Regions from separate parts of the Zea mays genome. Here region 1 is linked to region 2. A link is a contact called in public Hi-C data. All regions are on one chromosome and are shown on one strand. Each heading gives the region's core, a stretch centred on a gene start, on an enhancer-like site or on the middle of the called end of the contact. The rest is flanking DNA. Distances are from core to core; before and after follow the strand shown. Region 1 has its middle 120 kb from the start of LOC118472196. Region 2 holds the start of LOC100216797.

Region 1 (3,544 bases), core at 863-3,362, 120 kb before region 2:
CCGTACAACCCCGTGGCAAATGGGTAACATGACTTGTGGGTAAAGATGCGCAACCTCTGCAGAGTGTAAAACTGGTATACTAGCCGTGCTCACGGTAATGAGCAGCTTGGACCCTCACATGATTAATTTATGAAACATAAATTCAATTTGTCATATGCATTGCATCGCAGGTGTTGTTATTACTTTTGTTTTACTACTTAATTGGGTTGCTATTTACTTATACTTAGTAATTGCTAATAAAATTTTGACCAACTTTAAAAGCAATGCTCAGCTTCAACCATCCTCTTTGGTAAGCCTTACACTTCACGTGAGCTCCCACCTTTGGCGAGTCATGCACATTATTCCCCACAACTTGTTGAGCTATGAACGTATGTGAGCTCACTCTTGATATCTCACACCCCCACATGTCAAGAACAGGTACCACAGGATGAGAAGCATGGAGGATGCTGTGACGAGTTCGTGAGTGGTCTAGGTCGTCGTCTCCCAGTCAACTTTGGGTTGCTAGACCGTTGTCTCCTTATAATGTAATTATTTATTTATTTTGTACAGAACTCCTATTATATAGTAAAGATGTGGCATTCGATCCAGTGCCATGATTCATCATATGTGTTAGACTTGGTCCTAGCACACCTGTTGATTATGTTCGCGCCCGGGCTTTGGACCCCTAAAACCCGGGTGTGACAATAACCGAGCAGCAATGACGATTCGAACCGATTATACCCAGCTAGGGATCTCTAACCACACAACATATGTAGCACTTAACCCTTGCATATGTCAACCGTTCCCATGGAGTTTTCCACTACATGAATAGGTCCGCGCCACCCGAGAGCTCATTACCCTACTAGGCGTGCTACTATGCTAGGAGGGTACATGCTACTCCCGCCATCTCTCCACTCCCAGTGCGCGATTGTCTCTTCACGTATGGAATAGCCGGGTTCAAGCTTACCCTGTCCCATACCAGGGTATGAGGCTAGTTGTAAAGTCTCAACCACAACAGGCCAGTCAACAGTACAGTCCTTAATCGACACAAACAGGCGACCTTGTCTGCTCAGCGTCTGGTCTCCATTTATTCAACCCATTTTCCCATTTTTGGTACCCAATAGGGGTACTCTTTTCGGATGATGAACCCATCCGGAGCCCTGATGGACTCAACATCATAAGTTTTCTTTCACTTTTGAATCAAATGCCCATAACCAATGTTACACATCATCCTTTTGAAAAACAAATGATTTTTGAGTTTCTGAACAGGACTAAGCAGTGATAATTCTTTTTATAAAATAGGAATTTAGGAATTTCCAAGTAATGGTAATGTATAAATTGTTTATCACACAACTCCTATCACCTAATGCATCATATCAGGTGATAAAGCATTTAAAACACAAGGAAGGGGCAAATGCACGAGGGCTTGCCTTATTACGAGAGGAATATGAGATCTTCTATCACGATACGCAGTTAGATGGAGTCCATCACTGGATCAATAGCACTGGAGCAGGTTCCTTCTTTAAAAAACCAATTCTTCTTCTTGGTGTTCTACATGAATGATATGAATATGAATATGAATGCTTGCTTATGCTAGGAATATGCAACTTGCAAAGGAGATAACACAGATTACTCCTAGACCAAACCTACAAGCTATAGGTACCAGGGAACTAAGCACTCTTAGAACTCATCTAACTATCCAAAACTTGCTAAACAACTTTATTCTTTACTAAGACATCAGGTGCTTTAACTACCGAGGGGTAAAACTCTTTTATTTTATTGAGCAATAATTAATTTGCTAAGCAAGTCTTGTCCAAACAGTTCCAAACTTTACCCAAGGGGTCATATGCTCAAGTTAAGCTTACACAATTTTTCCTATAATTTTTAGTGCTCTACTTTTATTATTAAAATTCACATAAGCTCATTTAAAGTACTTTTTATTCACCTAAAAATATCTAGCTGCTACACCTAACAAAATTTGACCTGAAATTTTATCATTTTTCTATGATATCTGGCTTAATTTCCAATCTCACAGACAAAAGAAAAGGCAAAATACTGAACAGTTCTGGGCCCTAAACCAGCCCAGACGGCCCGCGCAACAGGACAAGCTGGCCCATGGGCCATGGCCGGCAGTCCGTGCTGGCTCTTTTGCGCAAAATCCCTCGCAGCTTTGCCTAACCAACACGAGACCAAATCGGTATTTACGTGGGTCACTGACAGCAACACATAAGCCCTTCGGTTTTTCATCTTTTATAGAAACTCGGCCACAACTCCGCCGCGGGTAGCTCCGGTGAGCCCATGCTGGATTGGCCACGACGGCCCGACATAGCCTATGACAATGGCATCAGCACACCCATGAACCGAAGCAAACTCAGTCACGTGCTCAACCCAACCGCGGAGACTCTAGACCTGGATTACCGACCACCGCGCTTTAGAGCTTGAACGGAGGTTATGGGAAGCTTCAACGACTTGCGAGGATCTCGGTGCTCGCGTTAAGTCGATCGGGGACAACGTAGGTTAATGGGACCGCGTGGAAGCTATCCACGACGCCAAACCGAGATGTCGCAACCCCGTTCTATGCAACACGGAACAGTAGAGCTAAAAATTCCAACTGGGTGAGCTTCACTAACCTTTGGAGAGCACGGAACGAGAACCACATGAACAAGGGCAAATCGACCTGGGGATTGAGAGGGGAACTCAAACCGTAACACAAACTGCAGAGGTACCAAGGGACCAGCAAGAGCTCGAGAGCAGGGATCTCTTCACTAGATTGTGCCCTAAAGCAATAGACAAGAAGACAGAGCAGTGGTTCACTGAATTTGTTCAACACATGGTGGAGATAACTCTCAAGGTGCCAACATTGCATGGTGAATACACGTGGATGCCCAACACAAAATGCAGGTCACAACAAGCCCAACACACAAATATCCTTCCTGTCCCATACTAGAGACAGTGAACAAAATGGATAAGGACTCTACTGTTCACAGCCCCCCACAATAGTCCAAACCCTGGATATTTACAATATGGAGAGACCCCAGATTTTCAGGGATGTATCCCAATTCGAGCACATGGGTGGAGTACAACAGAGAGAGGATCTTATCCAGTTTCTAAAACCAAACTCTGAGGTTAAGTGAAAAGCACTGCAGCTCCATTCCACTCCTCACTGTTTAAGCCCTTGGATCTCACAATTCCCCTTAACAACAGACCAGACTTCCTTAACCAAAATTATTCTCCAAACCAAGCCCTATAACTTTGGTATAACACTCCAGGGCTAAAAACTTATTGAACAAAAACTATGATGCCCTAAAGTAGAGAAAAACCAACTGTTGACAGCTCAATCTCAATTGACTGAAACAGCCCATACCAAACTGCCATTGAGTTGTGTAACAGAATTTTCTCTAATTTCTTCCCACTAACAAGCCCAACTCTTTATATAAAAATCGTTCACCTTATAACAACCTCCAACATTTCTATGTACTTCTTAATCTACAACCTAATGGATTGGTCGCAAGAGTTCCCCAAACTAGGTACCAAACACTGAAGTTTAAGTTTCAGTTAACTGAAT
Region 2 (3,545 bases), core at 332-2,831:
TTTCTGTATTGTTCAAAATTACCGTGTTTACCGTTTCTACATCAAAGTGATATTTGTATTTCAGTAGTTGCAATTGATGGTACTGAACCTGCTTAAATGTTTTGAGACAAACTTAAGCCCAGCGCTTCTTTTTATCATTTGCAGGCCGCAGCAAGAGGGGAGGAGGGGATGACCCTGTGTCTTTGTGTGCTGTAGCCCTGATTGTGGTCATCGGTGGAGTGAATGATGCGATGAAATCTTTGCTCTAATAGTTGTTTCATCAGAGCATGAAACTTAACTTGTTTTGTAGTTTTCTTGGAACTATGTATTTCGAATCTGTCCTAAGATTAATGAGAGAATGTCTTTCCAATATTTTATTTAATTCTACGTATATAATTATAGAAATTGTTTCGGGCTGGCCCGGTTTTTGCACAGACCTGGTTTCCTCTGCCCATGCCTGGCCAACTTGAACAAAATACCATTTTACCTTTTTAACATCATGTTATGTTCTTAATTTATGCATAAGTTATTTTCCTCTCACCGCACTCACAAATCCAAACCAATTTTCTATTGGTCCATGACTGATTAAATTAATAGTAATTAATGGAAGGGACTTTGACCAGGCTTAGGTCATTTGCTTTGCTTGTCGGTGGAGATCAAGAAAGCAGAACCAAATAAATCCTCCAATCCACCAGACCACCCCCACCACCAGTGTATGGTAGAAATGCTAGGTCAACATATGATAGTGGCTCTAAGGACCACCCTTTAGCTGACAACTATGGTGCATTGGTATAATAGCTGGATATGAACATATGAGCTACATCGCTCATCAATGAAAGATGCAAAGCACTATATAGGTAAGATGGATTAGCAAATAATATTGTTTGACATTTAGGCTTTTATATTTTATATAATACACTATTAGGTGAGTGCCTGTGCGTTGCAGGCCTGTGTTTCTCTTTGATATCATTACGAACGCCTCGCGAATGTTGTCATCCATCTCATAATCGTATAACACATATGTATATATAAGTTATCGAGATATTATATGTTTCAGATGCAATGCACGGGTACTGACCTATCTTATATAATACACTAGGTGAGTGTCCGTGCGTCATAGGTCCAAGTTTCTCTTCGATGTCATCCCAGACAGCTCGCATATATGTCATCCTCTATCTCATAACTATATAACACATATGTGTATATATAAGTTATCGAGATATTATATGTTCCCGTTGCAACGCACGGGCACTGATCTAGGGGGTGTTTGGTTTGCCCCTGCTAAAATTTAGCCCCTATCACATCGAATGTTTGAACCTCCGTTCGGGGTATTAAATATAGTCGGATTATAAAACTAATTTCTCAGCCGAAGATTAAAAGACGAGACGAATCTAGTCCAGTTGGTTGGGTCTATATTTCATACTCCTATTTAAAAGTCAAACGCTTGATGTGACCCGGGCTAAACTTTAGCAGGAGCAACCAAACACCCCTAGTATGAATCGAAGGATTGACGAGGCCCTTCGATCAAGACGCAATCAACCAAGCCTTTCCCTTAATCTGTCCACCTCGACAGACACCTGGCCAACATCCCCTCCTGTTCTCGGGCGGTGGGCAAAGCTACAGCCACGTGCAAGGCACGCCGCGTAGGGGTTCTTCTTCCTCGGCTCCTCGCGCCGCACTACGCCGCATCGCGTCCTCGCTTGGTAGATATAGGGAAGGGATTCGGCGGGTGGTGGTGGCGGCGGCGGCGAGTGCGAACCAGTGGAGGAGGCACAAGACCCTCACGGGTTTTCTAGTAGTAGATACTAGATAGTGATAACCGATTTTCTCCTCTAGAATCCCACTCCCACTCGCGCACAATTACGCACTCAAAGCCCGGCCTCCCCCACCACTAGTCCACCACCGGGAAACTTTCCCCCGATCTGTCTTCTCGCCGTTCCGTCGGCATGCACGACATTGGCCTCTCCGCCCGCGCGGCCGGCGCGACGTCTTGCTCCTCCGCCGCCGCCGCCGCCGGGGACGGCGGCGACGAGTCCAAGACCCGGAAGGCGCACCCTAGCTTCGTCGTCTCCGCCTACACCCGCCTGCACTCCTCCCACCGCACCGTCGCCTCCCTGCTGCTCTTTCTCACCGTCGCCGTCGCTGCCTTCCTTGCGGGCCGCGCCCGCCCTAGCGTCGACTGCGCGCCGCCGCGCCTCGATGCGCGCTTCCTCGCCCTCCCCGACGCCGCCGCCGCCTCCGACTTTGGCTCCCTCGGCGTCCCCTGGTGTAAGCACTCGCGCCGCTGTTGCTTCCTTCATTCCTTTCGGGAGGGAGGGTTGCTTCGTTTCGAGAACTCTGTTTTTTTCTCCGTGCTATGCCAACCTAATCGATCCGTTTTGGGGATTGAGGAAAGAATAATCCTCACGTGCCAAGCCAATCAGCGTTCTCCAGTCTGAGTGTTTGATTATTCTGTTTCTTAGTGCTCTGCAATCTGCATAGGTAAATTTGCTTAGCCACTTCATATATTCATCTGAAATGCTGTCTGGTACTATCGTTTTAAACCTCACTCTTCACAATGGTTGATTTGTTAGTTTTATATATAATCTGCAAGGGCGGACTGGCTACATATAACCACTGATTTCTACTACCCAGTACATGGCATAAGTTGTTCAAAATTTTCTCCCTAACGTCAGTTTGTTGGCTGTAATGAACAGTTATTTATGTTAGTAAATTGTAGGTGCTGTGAATTCTGAAGTGAGTTTTTTCCCAATGATGCCACCCATAATTTCATTGGTGTCAGTTTATTCGATGCATTAGACTTACATTATATGGGATGCAGTATCTTATCTTTTTTCTCTGTCACAAAAGGCAGATCAAAAACAGGGAAGACTGTGGAATGGACGTCTAAAGACCTACTTAATGGATTGGAAGAATTTGTACCAATATATGAGACGCGCCCCATTAAGAATAACGTATATGGAATGGGCTTTGACCACAGTTTTGGGCTTTGGTTTATGGCTCGCTGGATTAAACCGGATTTGATGATTGAGAGTGGTGCTTTCAAGGGGCACTCTACTTGGGTTTTGCGGAAGGCCATGCCAAATACTAGGATTATATCACTCTCTCCTAGGCACCCTGAGAAATATCTTAAGAAAGGACCTGCATATGTTGATGGAAACTGCACTTACCTCGCTGGGAAGGATTTTGTTGATTTTGGAAGCATTGATTGGGGAAAGCTATTGAGAAATCATGGCATTTCTGATCCTGATAAGGTGCTTGTTTTCTTTGATGACCACCAAAGCGAGTTGAAAAGGTAAAATCTATTTACAGACCTTTTGTGCTTGATTTTATCTTGATCGTGCTAAACTGTAATTTTGATTCCATGTACGATGTTTTCTATTGTTTGCTTATCACTCTTTTTGTCATCAATCCTAAGATGAAAGTGACGAGAAATCAAGCAATTTTTTTGTCTTAATACTTTTTATTTTAAACATACTATGAATAGGTTAAAGCAAGCACTAAAGGCTGGATTCAGGCATCTCATATTTGAGGACAACTATGATACTGGTACAGGTGACCATTAT

Evidence for each region. A called contact is a pair of places that touch in the nucleus more often than the background predicts.
Region 1: a Hi-C map of leaf shows a contact between it and region 2, with 4 times the contacts expected there. The contact joins the enhancer-like site here to the promoter of LOC100216797 in region 2. A contact is called at or near these places in 6 of 25 Hi-C or Micro-C datasets (ear, leaf and tassel) and 1 of 3 datasets of contacts at active chromatin or transcription factors (leaf).

What each region holds. Positions count from the first base shown.
Region 1 is chr6:82,356,954-82,360,497 of Zm-B73-REFERENCE-NAM-5.0, reverse strand. No RefSeq gene overlaps it. Among protein-coding and RNA genes, the nearest start is that of LOC118472196, 120 kb to the right of the region's middle. Within about 2 kb of position 2,112, at least 13 of the 20 cell types and tissues checked have an H3K27ac peak or open chromatin away from gene starts, as enhancers often do. A contact at or near this core is called in ear, leaf and tassel, where this site is marked.
Region 2 is chr6:82,234,482-82,238,026 of Zm-B73-REFERENCE-NAM-5.0, reverse strand. LOC100216797 reads left to right here and starts at 1,581. Exons shown (of 4, transcript NM_001143196.1): 1 at 1,581-2,247; 2 at 2,830-3,274; 3 at 3,467-3,545. The coding sequence starts at 1,926. It overlaps LOC118472196 (a long non-coding RNA gene), which reads left to right. Exons shown (of 2, transcript XR_004850196.1): 2 at 145-351.